Regions from separate parts of the Mus musculus genome. Here region 1 is linked to region 2. A link is a contact called in public Hi-C data. All regions are on one chromosome and are shown on one strand. The core of a region is the stretch at or near the end of the contact, and the rest is flanking DNA. Distances in the headings are between cores, read along the strand shown.

Region 1 (6,206 bases), core at 2,481-4,980, 860 kb before region 2:
AGCATAAGGAAATACCTAGTTGCAGAGCACACCACTTGGTTTAGCTAGTGTACATACCCCTAATAAATGGCATGTAGCAGCCTGGTCCCTTGCTAGGATGAGCTGTAGACACACTAAAAAAAAACAAAAAAACAAAAAAAAAAAAAAACCATGCATTTATCAACCTATGAACAACCAGGAACTCCCACCAGCGCGGAGCTTCATAGACTTATATTAGCATCGCAGAAATTTTCTTTTCCTTTTAATGTCCTTCAAGCTTAATTTATATTCCTTTTCACAGTAATGTGCTGATCTAAAGAGAGGTAGGCCAATCCATGCTTCATCACATGGAGGAGATGTTTCTGAAGCTCTATGACTTGCCCATTCTCCCTTCAACTTGCATACCTAGTCAAGTATCTTTTACCATGTTGTTGGAAAAATATAATATACTGGCATTCACAAAAGAAGCAATCATATTGGTACATGAATGAATTTTGTACGCATTCACATTCTACAACTCAGAGCCTCAAAGAATTAAAGTGATTATTTGTTTTGTTAAGATCTGCAGCCTCCATACGACTTCATCATGGAACACATGTGTAAGTTAATAGTTTTTGAAAAATCACCATTATTTCACAGAATTGACCCTGAGATACTCATAGATACCACATTTTTCTTACTCATTTGAAACTTATCACATGATAATCACACAAATATGAAGGCAAGTGGAGCTGATGCAGTCTGTGGAATTGGAAATTATAATGTAGACAGCTAAGAGGTTGTGGAAGGATCACCTGGCTGTACAGACATAAATACATGTCATTCCTAATGTTCTGTTGTCAGGAAAGACAAACACCTGACCCTTCAAACGGTGTTACTTTCACCAATAGCAGGGACTGTAAGACCAGTCTCCAACAACTGGGAGGCAAGAGCCACTGTGTCCAGAAAGAAGGGTAGAGCCACTCTGTCCAACAGAAGTGTATGCTGTAAAGTAAACACGGCGTTGAAATCTCCAAAAGTCAGAGATAGTCTCATAAAAGAGCTCCAATTGTTAATTCAGCGTGCCCATCATCATCATCATCATTATCACAATCACCATCATCTGCACTCAAGCCTGTGACATACCCAAGGCTTCCTTCTAGCTCTTCTAATAATCAGGTCATTCCTGTAGCGTTAGTACAACGCTGATGACCTGGCACATCACACTTCATTTGATTTGCTCTTAACCTAATTTCATACATAGGAAAATTAACTTTCTCAAGTTATAAGTAGCAGAATTTTTGCCACAATTTGAATAATTTTAAGGTATTGTATAAGTAGCACTCCATCTAAAATTTGTGTGTGAGTGTGTGTGTGTGTGTGTGTGTTGCAGAGAGGACAGTGGGAGAAAATAATAAAAATAACACCCATTCATGAAATTGTCAATAAAATAAAATGAATGTAAAATATCCCTACTGGTTCATGTGTGTGTGTGTGTGTGTGTGTGTGTGTGCTTATGTATGCATGTGTACACACAAACACAAAATAAATTTGTCACTCATGATAAAATTGTACATTTCCAAATGTAAAATGTAGGTAACATTTCTCAATATGTCCCCACACTTCTAAATTTCTCTTAAACTCATCAACTATTTGTTGAAAAAGATAATCCCAGCACTTGGGAAGCAGAGACAGGCGAATTTTTGAGTTTGAGGCCAGCCTGGTCTACAGAGTGAGGTCCAGGACAACAAGGACTATACAGAGAATCCCTGACTCGAAAAAAAAAAAAAGTTCTCAGATATTATCAAATCTCAGAAGTTACTGCCAAATTCAAAAATGTCTGCTTAAATAAATGAGTATGTGTGGAGGGAAGTGGGATTGCAGACATTGGCAAAGTTATCCCCCATTCATGGTTCAGAGTCAAAACTTGCAGTTGTAGATTATTTTGATGGCTGACACTTTTATGAGAAAATATTGTCATAAAGCCTGGATAGACAAATCTATACAAATAACCCTGAGCAGCATTGAAGACAGGCCTGGGCAGAGCACAGTTCTGCGGTGGAAATGAACCAATGGAACTAAGAGAAGCTGTCAGTATTCTGGGGCTCAGCATTGAGGAAGATGTAATGCTCTGCCTTACACCAGGCTCAGCAAGGCTGGTGGGTAAAGTCAGGTCCTCTGTTCACCTGGCAATTGTGGATAATTGGAAACACAAACAGAGAAAATTCTTCATTTTATATTGTGTGTGCAGTGGACAGAGCTGAAAGAACTGGGAAGCAGTTTTAACCTTTAAAGAGATTCCCCCAACATGATTGAACTCCCTCAGAAGTGCTTCACTTTCTAATGTTTTCTGACTATCTAAAAACTGCATTACCAGCAATGAGCCAAGGGTTTAATCAATGGTTAGGGAAGCCCCAAGGTGAGTCCACACTACTGCCCCTCATCCCCATGAACACTGAATAAATCAAAATGCTGTTAAACACTTCAAATTGCCACAAAAGACATAGCAGTTCTAGTCTTGTTTAAAATCCTATGTCCAAAGTTCCCCTTGAGAACTGAGGCAAACCTGTAACTCTAAAGAGTTATTAAAAACAACAAAAGAATTCAAGTCCCTTACTTCTTTTTTTTAAAAGAGTAGCTTCTGTTTTGTTTATTATTTTCAGAATATTTTTATTGATTGCATCATGAACCTGAGCACACTCACTTCCCAGTCCTCCATGTTCTTTTACCCTCATCCTTGAGATCTCCACACAACCAAAAATTTATTTAAAAATTATTAATTTTTAATAATAAAAATTTTAAAAAGAAAAATAAACCATCAACTGTGGAATTGTGGAGAGGTACACTTCAGCATCCTCATCACATTTTTAAAAATAATTCTCTTCAATGTTTTTCTACCTATGCTGTTATTTTGTGGGTGTGTGCAGTGAGGTGGGGTAGTAGTTGTCTTAGAAACCTATGACAGTCTTTCTGTTGAGTCTGCAGTCTTCAGTAACCATGGCAAAAGCAGCTTCCTTGCCCTTTGCAGTCAGCAGGAACACAGATCATGGCCACATACATTTTTGCAGCAGCATAGACCACACACATCCACATGGTCTCTAGCTTCAGCATGTGCCATTGACCTCATCATGGTCTCTGGTGGCAGTATAGACATAGACATCAACACAGCTCCTAGCTGCTCTAGGACCACAACATCCATATGGACTTCTGGCTTCAACACACCCTAGGGCAACAGACCAAGAATACCAAAGTGCCTCCAGGGACAGCATGGGCCATAGAAGAGGTCTAATCCAAAAATGAACCATTCTTGGACATCAGTCATTGTTCAGAACCAGAACAATCAAGAGGCTGAGCAGTGTATTAGGGGATAAGTCGGAGTGCAAGCTCCAAGCTGCTGCCTGACTCAGAAACGACAGCTCCTCATCAGTTGCTGTCTTCATTTCAACCTCTCTCCATCACTCACTCACTGTTTTATTCCTACATCTTTCTTACCTCTCCATCTCATATTTGTTCATCATAATGGCTCTGGAAACTGTAGTGTGTCCCACAATTTTTTTTATCCAAACACCTTTACATGCAAATATTCATTGTAATGTATCATTAATTTCACTCAAGGCTCCTGGTTTCTGACTCTCAGAGTGATCCTATAGCTAGGCAGGGCATCTCAAGGAAGGTTTCTTGCAAGCTCCAGGCTCCTGCAACCCTCTGTCCTGAGGCTGGCAGAGCTCAGCTTTTGTGTTTGTATGCTCCAAGCCATAAGACTAAGCTGTAATCTCCCAGCAGGACAAGCAGCTCAGGCTGCGGCCACCCATCCGTGGGCTAACGACCAGCTCTATTCAGTAATGGCATCTGCTACTGTAGGACTGGCTCCTTCATTTACTCCAGCAGCTCATAGATGGAGTATGTCTTGGTGAACCGACTCAGAATGCTGGATCTGGCCTGGAAGACAGCTGTTGGGCAGCGTGCACACCAGGTGTTATAGGAGGGCCTTTCCAAGTCCTGTACTTCTTAATGGAGAAATAAAATGAGTTTATTAATGGTGGGGGTGTGTCTAGAACTTCAGGTGTCTTCACAGCTCCCTCCTAATCAATCCACAGCAAAATGACTAACTTCTGTTAAATGGTGCTAATCTCTCCATCACCATATTTTACTTTCCCCCAATATCACATATGAGGCTTATTGGCATGTTGCAAGGGTTTAAGATGTTTCTGTTTTGGTTTTTCTCCTTGTACTCAGTAAGAATATAAAGGAAAGCTGTTAGCACTAGTCATGCCATAACCTAAATGCTATACTGAAATGAAATTTCCCTATAAGTGGCTAGAGAAATCAGCGATTTAGGGCACATAAGGGTCTTTCACAGGAATTGGAGTTTGGTTCCCAGCACTGTCTTGAATCACAGGCTCCTGTAACTATAGTTCTAGGGAATCCAGCTTCATATATTTTGACACCTGAAGGCACATGAACTCATATGCAGATAGACACATATACATAAATAAATAAAGTAATCTTGTACAAACAAGAAATTTCAGTGTAAAATTAATAACCCGATTTCGTGTGTGTGTGTGTGTGTGTGTTCAGCCATTTTTGTAAGTCTCAGAAATAAAATAAAATTAAAGCAAAATCTAGATAATTTATTTACTTTAATATGTCTCAGTTGATCTCTACTATTATTTACCAAGAATGCATTTCTCCATCCAAAACTTCCTGGCTCTGGTGTCCACTGTGTGCAGTCTTGGAGGTTGTCTGATTTCTGTATATATTTAGTAGAATTATCCAATAGGCTTTAATTATAGCACTGTCTATTGTGTAATACGGAGATCTGAAAATTTCCAAATTTACCCCAGAACAATTCCTGAAGTGAAAATTCTTATAGTCAGACTAAGTATCCTGAAGGAGCAGTGCTTGTTTCATTTGGTTTCAGGGGCGTAGTTCATGATTGATTGTCACTGGTCACTTTCACAGGACATCATGATAATGGGAGACTATGGAAAGGAGGGACTTGCCTAGAAAGTAATTTCGATCTAATTAGTGAACCATGTTCACAATTAGTGACAAAGGTATTCTGGAAAAGTGTGAATCCAAAAATTTAATAGCTAAGGGAGCATTTATGAGCCACATCAGATTCTGAATACAATGGAAGGCTTCACAATAATTAAGTGGAATAATGAAAATATAACCTCAGAATCATTGGGAAAAACTAAGGAGAATAGGAATTTACATATATAGGCAGGTGTTATACACAGTACACACACACACATTGCACACACACATGTGCACACACACACATGTGCACACACACACATGTGCACACACACATTGCACACACATGTGCACACACACATGTGCACACACACATGTGCACACACACATGCGCACACACAAACGTGCACACACACATGTGCACACATGTGCACACACACATGTGCACACACACATTGCACACACACATGTGCACACACACATTGCACACACACATGTGCACACACACATTTCACACACATGTGCACACACATTGCACACACACATGTGCACACACAAAGGAGTACACGCTTTGGTAGGATATGCAGATATTAGATAAAATATGTGCAAGATGGAGCTTGTGAAAAGACAGCAATTAACAGGTTCTCAAATTGACCAGAAAGCATTACTGTACATATTAAGAGATTTTGGCAGCTATAATGAGAAGCAAGTAAAAATGTATCCAGGAAGATAAAGAATAATAGGTAGAAAAAGGCTGGCAAACAACTCCTTACATAGACATAACTAACACTGCTTATACATCTAGATGAATTTTCAGAACCCATTTAGACCAGAAAGCAGGGTTGTAACATAAAAAATGTAACCAAGGAACTCCACACCTCAAACTCCACGCCTCCCGCTAAGCCTCAGGCTGGCCTTAAACTCCAGCCTGCTGACTCAGTCTGCTGAGCACAGATGTTATAAGCAGTGCCAACAATCTCAGCTTTCAAATAAATTCTAAATCCAAAAGAATAAAAATTTAAAAGCTGGATTGTAAATAAAACAGAATAGAGTTAGGTTTCAAAAGAATGTCAAATTATGTGTTCTCAGATATATATTTACTTCATTAGCCTGTATGTGAAGTAGGTGGCCATTTATGAAGAAAGCCAAAATAATTGGCTATAAAAACTTGTCTCTTGACACTTTTAGTTCTTAATGCCTGTTTGTGGGGAAAGAAAATTGTAGTGAGAAATAACATGATGGAGATAAGAGATAGCCCAGAAGAGTTC
Region 2 (6,012 bases), core at 1,284-3,783:
GCATGGCATGAAGCAGGGCTCTGTAGTACATACCTGTAATCCAAGCACTATAGACTCTAGAGGTAGAAGCAGGAGAATCAGGAACTCAAGGTCCCCCTTGGATACCTAGTAAGTTTGAGGGCAACTTGTGATACAAAGACCCTGTCTCAAAAGAAAAAAAGATTTAGAATGTTCTATTTTCTTTCTTCCAGAATTTTTGCAGTTTTAGCTTGCAGGTTTTGGTCGGTGATCCATTTCATGCTCTAGTTTCCACCAGTGTGATGTCACTGTCAGTGTTCCTTATTTTTCATGTAAATCCACATTTTCTCTAGTACAGTTTGCTTCAGTCCTTTCATTGAACTGGAGGCTTCCCATTTGTTAATGTCATTGACCTTGGATATAGAGGCCTCTTTGTGTAGTCTTTATTTTGTCCCACTGGTTCATGATTGGGAGTATGGTGGAAGTCTCTTTGTGCATTTTCATTTTATCCACCGGTCCATCACTGTGCATATAGTGGAGGTCTCTGCTTCGTCCCTTGGTCTCTTTGTGCATCCTCATCTTGCTCCACTGGTCCATCACTGTGCATATAGTGGAGGTCTCTGCTTTGTCCCATTGGTCTCTTTGTGCATCCTCATCTTGCTCTACCGGTCCATCCCTGTGACTGTGATTGCTCAGCATTCAGGAGCCATTGAAACTGCACAGTATAAGATCTCCACCTTGGCTCTTTGTTTCAAACTTCTTAAACTGTTTTAGTTCACGCAGGTCATATATATATTTCAAAGTCATTTTCCATTTCTACAAAAAAAAAAAACAGCAGAGTCTAGTCAAGTTTTAACTGGAATCATATGAATCTATGTAATGTTGGAGCCAGCTGGTTTTAAGTATTTAGTCTTGTCTCTGGATATAGGGGAGCAGCCATTGAGTTAGGCCTTCTGCTTTATTTTAATTTCCATTGCGCAACAAAATTCCATGACCAGAAAACAAGTTGAAGAAGAAAGGGCTTCTTCACCTTATACCACACTTTTGTTCATCACCGAAGGAAGTCACGACAGGAACCTGGACAAAGGAAGTCAGGACAGGGTAGGAACCAGGAGACAGGAGCAGATGCAGAAGCCATGGAGAAATGCTGCTAACTGCCTTGCTTACTTCTCATGGCTTGCCCAGCCTGCTTTCTTATAGAACTGAGGACCACCAGCCCAGGGATGGTACCACCCACAAAAGACTGGACCCTCCCCAACTGATCACTAACTGAGAAAATGCCCTACAGAAGGATATTGTGTAGGCATTTTCTCAACCGAGGCTCCTTCCTCTCTGATGACTCTAACTTGTGTCAAGATGACACCCAAAACCAGCCAGTACACCATCTCTGCTTTTGTATTTTTTTGTTTTTAGTGGTGGAGATCTTTACACCTGGCTTTTGTTAATTTTATTCTTAGGTACTTCAACATTATAATTTAAATGTGCTGATTTAAATTGTATTATAACTTAAAAACAACTTTCATTTAAATTTTCAAAAGTGATCATAGGACGATGTTAAGGTAAAGTCTTGAAAGTAGACTTCTAAGTGGTGTATACTGAGCGCCAAAGGAAATGTCACCCCATGCAACTCCTCCTAGTGGAGAAGCAACCATGGCAGTCAAGTCACTGACTAACAGGGGTGAAGGAATTACCACTACTGTTTCTTCCACAGTGACAGCTTACATCTAAACATGGGAAACATTGCTTTGCTTACAACAATAACTCAAAGAGACCTGTGTGAAATATTGGGCCTTGAGCGTAGAATCAGGAAGCCTGGACTTGAACTCAGCAAAATACTGAGGGAACATACAGGCCACAGAAACTAGGCCTTGACAAACATTTTCTTTATTTCATTGTTCTCTCTCTCTCTCTCTCTCTCTCTCTCTCTGTGTGTGTGTGTGTGTGTGTGTGTGTGTGTGTGTGTGTGAGAGAGAGAGAGAGAGAGAGAGAGAGAGAGAGAGAGACCGAGTCCCACTGTGTAACTCTGCCTGTTCTTGAATTCTCATTGTAGACAAGACTGGCCTTGAACTCATGAAGGTCATCCTGGCTTTGCCTCCTGAGTAATGGGACTAAAGGCATGTGCCACCACACCCAACCCCATTATCTATCTTATATTTAGTGAGCACTCACAAAACAAAGCGCTAAGCTATTCCTTTCTAAAGATCTGTATACCGCAGGCCCAAATGAGAGGAGAAGCGCTGTCTGTCTGTGGATATGTAAATTTAGCATATTGTTATCATTGGTTAATTACGGAAAATAAATCTATTTATAGGCATTTTTGCTTTAGTGCTAACCTCAAACCAAAATTTAAAAAGATCACTAAACAGAACTTCAGTGGATTATAGCTAGAGAATTCAAAATTTAACTCCAAAGTACAAAAGGCTTGTTTGACTTCGGGGGTGGGGGTAGACTGCTGCTAAGAAACAAACTTCTATTAATAGGGAATCTTCTGGAAATTGTTCTATTAAGAACCTGGCAAGCTCACAAATATGACAGATGGGCTGAAAATGAGGAAGTGTATGCCAGAAGACTTAATGTAAGAGGCTATAGGAAAACACATCCCCCATTTCCCTGGCTATGGATTGATGCCTGGTCAGCGTGCCTTATAAACTGCTTGAATACTTTTTGAATTTGGTCCATTTTCTCTGTTTCTAGGTTTGATTCTCATAAAGGCTTCTGGTGTCAGCTGCTGGAAGAAGGGAAAACAAAATGCCTTGGGAAGAGTAAAGGAAGAAAATACCCCCCGATGGACTCTGATGTAAGTGTGGAGCCCAAAAATATAAAACACAGCAATGATAAGCAATAATAATGATGATAATAATAATAATAATAATAATAATAATAATAATAATAAATATCACCTACAACTTCTTAGAAAAGTGACTGAGATCAAAAATCAGCCTTTATACAAGCTAGAAGGCAGTGGGTCCCCTCCTGCTTTCTTATGCACTTCGTGTTACAGAGGTACTTCCTTCACAAGAGTAGAGGGGGTGTTTTGTGGAGCAAGAGCTCCTGGCTGTGGCTACACCATGAAGAAAATAACACCGCTGCCTAACAAGCGTTACTGATCCAGCTGGAGAAGGGAGGGGGAAGAAGGAGAAGGGAGACAGAAACTGGGTTGAGAGACTTACTACATTTTATTATATAAATGTATGAGAGCTGTCAGACAATTAAAAATGGGAAATAATAAGATACAAACTATAGTATTTCAAAGGAAGATAATAGTATTAAAATAATACAAATTATTATAAGTAAATAAATACATACATTCATAAATAAATAAAGGAAATTAAGGGTGAGAAAGAGGGCTAAACAGCTAAAGGCTCCTGCCACCTATGCCATTTATGGTGGAATGGGAGAACCAATAGCCTCGAACTCTTCCCAGACATCCCCCTGTGCCTTGACAGGTGTACACACACACTAAAATAAAGAAAATGCAATAAGATAGCCTCTTAATTAAACTTCAAGTGGTTCTGTGTGTTGATACGTCTAGGTTGGATGTTTTGATTTTTCCATTTACATAATTAATATCTGTGTTCCAAGAATGAAAGGAAGTAGAATTTGTGATTGTCAATCTGAAAAGCAGGTAACATGAAAACTGATAACTACGGAAGAGTGATAGCTGCTGCGCAGAAACTGCTCTGCTGCTAAAAATGTCAGCAAGCCACGATAGGAAATATAGCAACCAGAAATTGACAAAAATACTTTCTGTTTTCAATGTCAAATGATTCTGTGGAACACAGATTAGAGTGTTAGCTGCTAATATAATGTACTAAGCTTTTAACTGCTAGAATGTTCGTGGGACAGGATAATTAACCTATCTCTCAATTGTCGAGCACACAGGCACATAACCTAGTCTGTGAGAAAGGGACACATTCATGGTGTGAGCCAGTATTGTTTATTCTGCTCAGAACAATGACACGGTGAGCTGTCATTCTCACAGTTTGTGTGCCCTGTATTTTTCCTTTATGCTTATTTTGCATATGCTAATGTTTATTCATGGTATATTTAGCATATACTTTGACTATAAGAATCTAACTTGATTATTAAAGTTTTTTTAAGAACTCAGAAATTTAAATATATGGGAATATTTTTCTTACAGTATTTCATACATTCTGTTAACTGACAATCCCAAGGTGGGCAAAATTTCTCAGTAATCTACATTTATTTGACAAAATTTTTATCCTTCAAGGTTTAGAGGACTAATTGTTATGCTGGTCTGATAGACAGGACCTCGGTGAGGTCACAATTAAATTCTGTACAGAAGGCATAGAAAAGGGAGGCACCTGTTGTTTTCATAGAGAAACTACATTGCAAGAAGTCTATTCTGTTGTGAAAACAGTCAGAATACACTAGATGCAGGCGAGAGGTAGTTTCTCCATTGTTTCAGTAAAAATGTAAAATATACTAATTTTTATATCAAATATACTTCTTTATAGAGTTATTAAAACTAAGTATATCACTAAGACACTAAGGTTTATCTTAGCATTTATTTCACTCTGGTCTAACATAGACAAAGCTGAGATACTGTATAAAATTGGTGGTAGTCTAGGTAAACAAGAAAAACATGGCCATAGATGTCAACAAGGTTACTCTCTAAGCATATGCTAAGTTTACTTAAAGGAATAAAATGTCTGACACTGTGTAAATAGTCTCCAAACTGGAGGCTCCGCAGAAGGGTGCAATCACAAACCTGACTGGAGTAGCAATCTTTGCCACACAGTGGTCACCTTTCCTACTTCAGACGCCAGACAAAACAAAGTATTCCAGGGTGTGGCCAACACAGTTCATGTGCTTCACACAAATCTCAAACCATATCTAGTGCACAAGATACCTATTTCAGCAGAGTCAACATGCACGGAATATATTTTAGTAAAATAAAGTATGCATTTCTTCCTCTTTCGCACTCAGAGCAGAGCGTTTCTGTCCAGCTACTACCGCGACCACAACGTGGAGCTCTCGAAGCTGCTGCACAGGCTGGGGCAGCCTCTGCCCTCCTGGCTGAGACAGGAGCTGCAGAAAGTGAGGTAGCATGGAGAAAAGAAGCAGACCTCATCTAGAGCTCACAGACGACACTACCAAAAAGCTGTGGAACACATACCTCTGCATCACAGAAAACGAGCAAGGCTCTTCCATGTGCTGGCATGTGGATGATTGTGGAGGGTCAGGCATAAAATATATATATATCTTTAAGAAGCTTCCAGGCCTATGGCCTTCCTCTTAACCCTTATCTGATTTGTGTGGAACAGCAACCAACATAAATTTTAAAACAAAACAGAAAACAGAAACACTGACGCAGTCCTGTACCATTTCATAGTAATATTTACAATTTTGTATATTTCGGCTACAGTTGTTATTTCTGTAGATTTCTGGACCACTATTTGACTGTAAAAATGTTTTCTGACTCGATTCTGTGAAGTAGCCTATAAACATCACGATGGAGAATTACAAGTGTCGGAAAATGCTGCCAGCATAGGCCATGGCTGTGTGAGAGCAGGGTCGGGGAGCAATCTGTGGACTTTGTCTCCAAACAGGGAAGCAAAGGGGGTGGTTCTCCTTGTACATAGTCCAGCGAGCTCGTGCTGATGTAGCTCTGTATTGTAAACTTGGCAGACAGCAAACAGTAACACATCCTTACATCAAAATACTGAACATTAATGGCAGAGTATTGACTAAATCCTCTGAGAAAGAGAACTGGTGAACTTCTAAAGATACGCCATACAGATACATAAAAATACACTGAGAACTCTTTGCTTTCTGATGTAAGCTGCCGGTCTATTCTGGCCACCTCCAGTTGCACCGAAATGCATGTGGAGCCTGCAGGAAGTATTCTCTCTGAGTCAGAGTGACCTTTAAATTTGCAGAGCAGAGACTGGAGAAATGGCTCCACAGTGGGGGGCACTGACTCTTCTTCTAGAGGACTCAGGTTTAAATCCCAGCACCCACATGGCAGCTCACAACTGCCTGTATCTCCCAAGATCTGACACTCTCACATAGACAAACATACAGGCAAAA

Evidence for each region. Hi-C and Micro-C count contacts between places; a contact is called where the count stands out from the background.
Region 1: a contact with region 2 is called in a Hi-C map of cerebellum, with 2.0 times the contacts expected there. The contact joins two enhancer-like sites. A contact is called at or near these places in 7 of 39 promoter capture datasets (the 3T3-L1 cell line, 3T3-L1-derived adipocytes, hippocampal neurons and 2 more) and 2 of 484 Hi-C or Micro-C datasets (cerebellar granule neurons and cerebellum).

Annotation. Positions count from the first base shown.
Region 1 is chr3:124,389,950-124,396,155 of GRCm38.p6, reverse strand. No RefSeq gene overlaps it. Among named protein-coding and RNA genes, the nearest start is that of Gm22575, 18 kb to the left of the region's middle. Within about 2 kb of position 3,730, at least 3 of the 459 cell types and tissues checked have an H3K27ac peak or open chromatin away from gene starts, as enhancers often do. A contact at or near this core is called in cerebellum, where this site is marked.
Region 2 is chr3:123,527,827-123,533,838 of GRCm38.p6, reverse strand. Ndst3 (N-deacetylase/N-sulfotransferase (heparan glucosaminyl) 3) reads left to right here. Exons shown (of 13, transcript NM_031186.3): 12 at 2,653-2,755; 13 at 4,909-6,012. The coding sequence ends at 5,028. Among named protein-coding and RNA genes, the nearest start is that of Snhg8, 22 kb to the right of the region's middle. Within about 2 kb of position 2,533, at least 3 of the 459 cell types and tissues checked have an H3K27ac peak or open chromatin away from gene starts, as enhancers often do. A contact at or near this core is called in cerebellum, where this site is marked.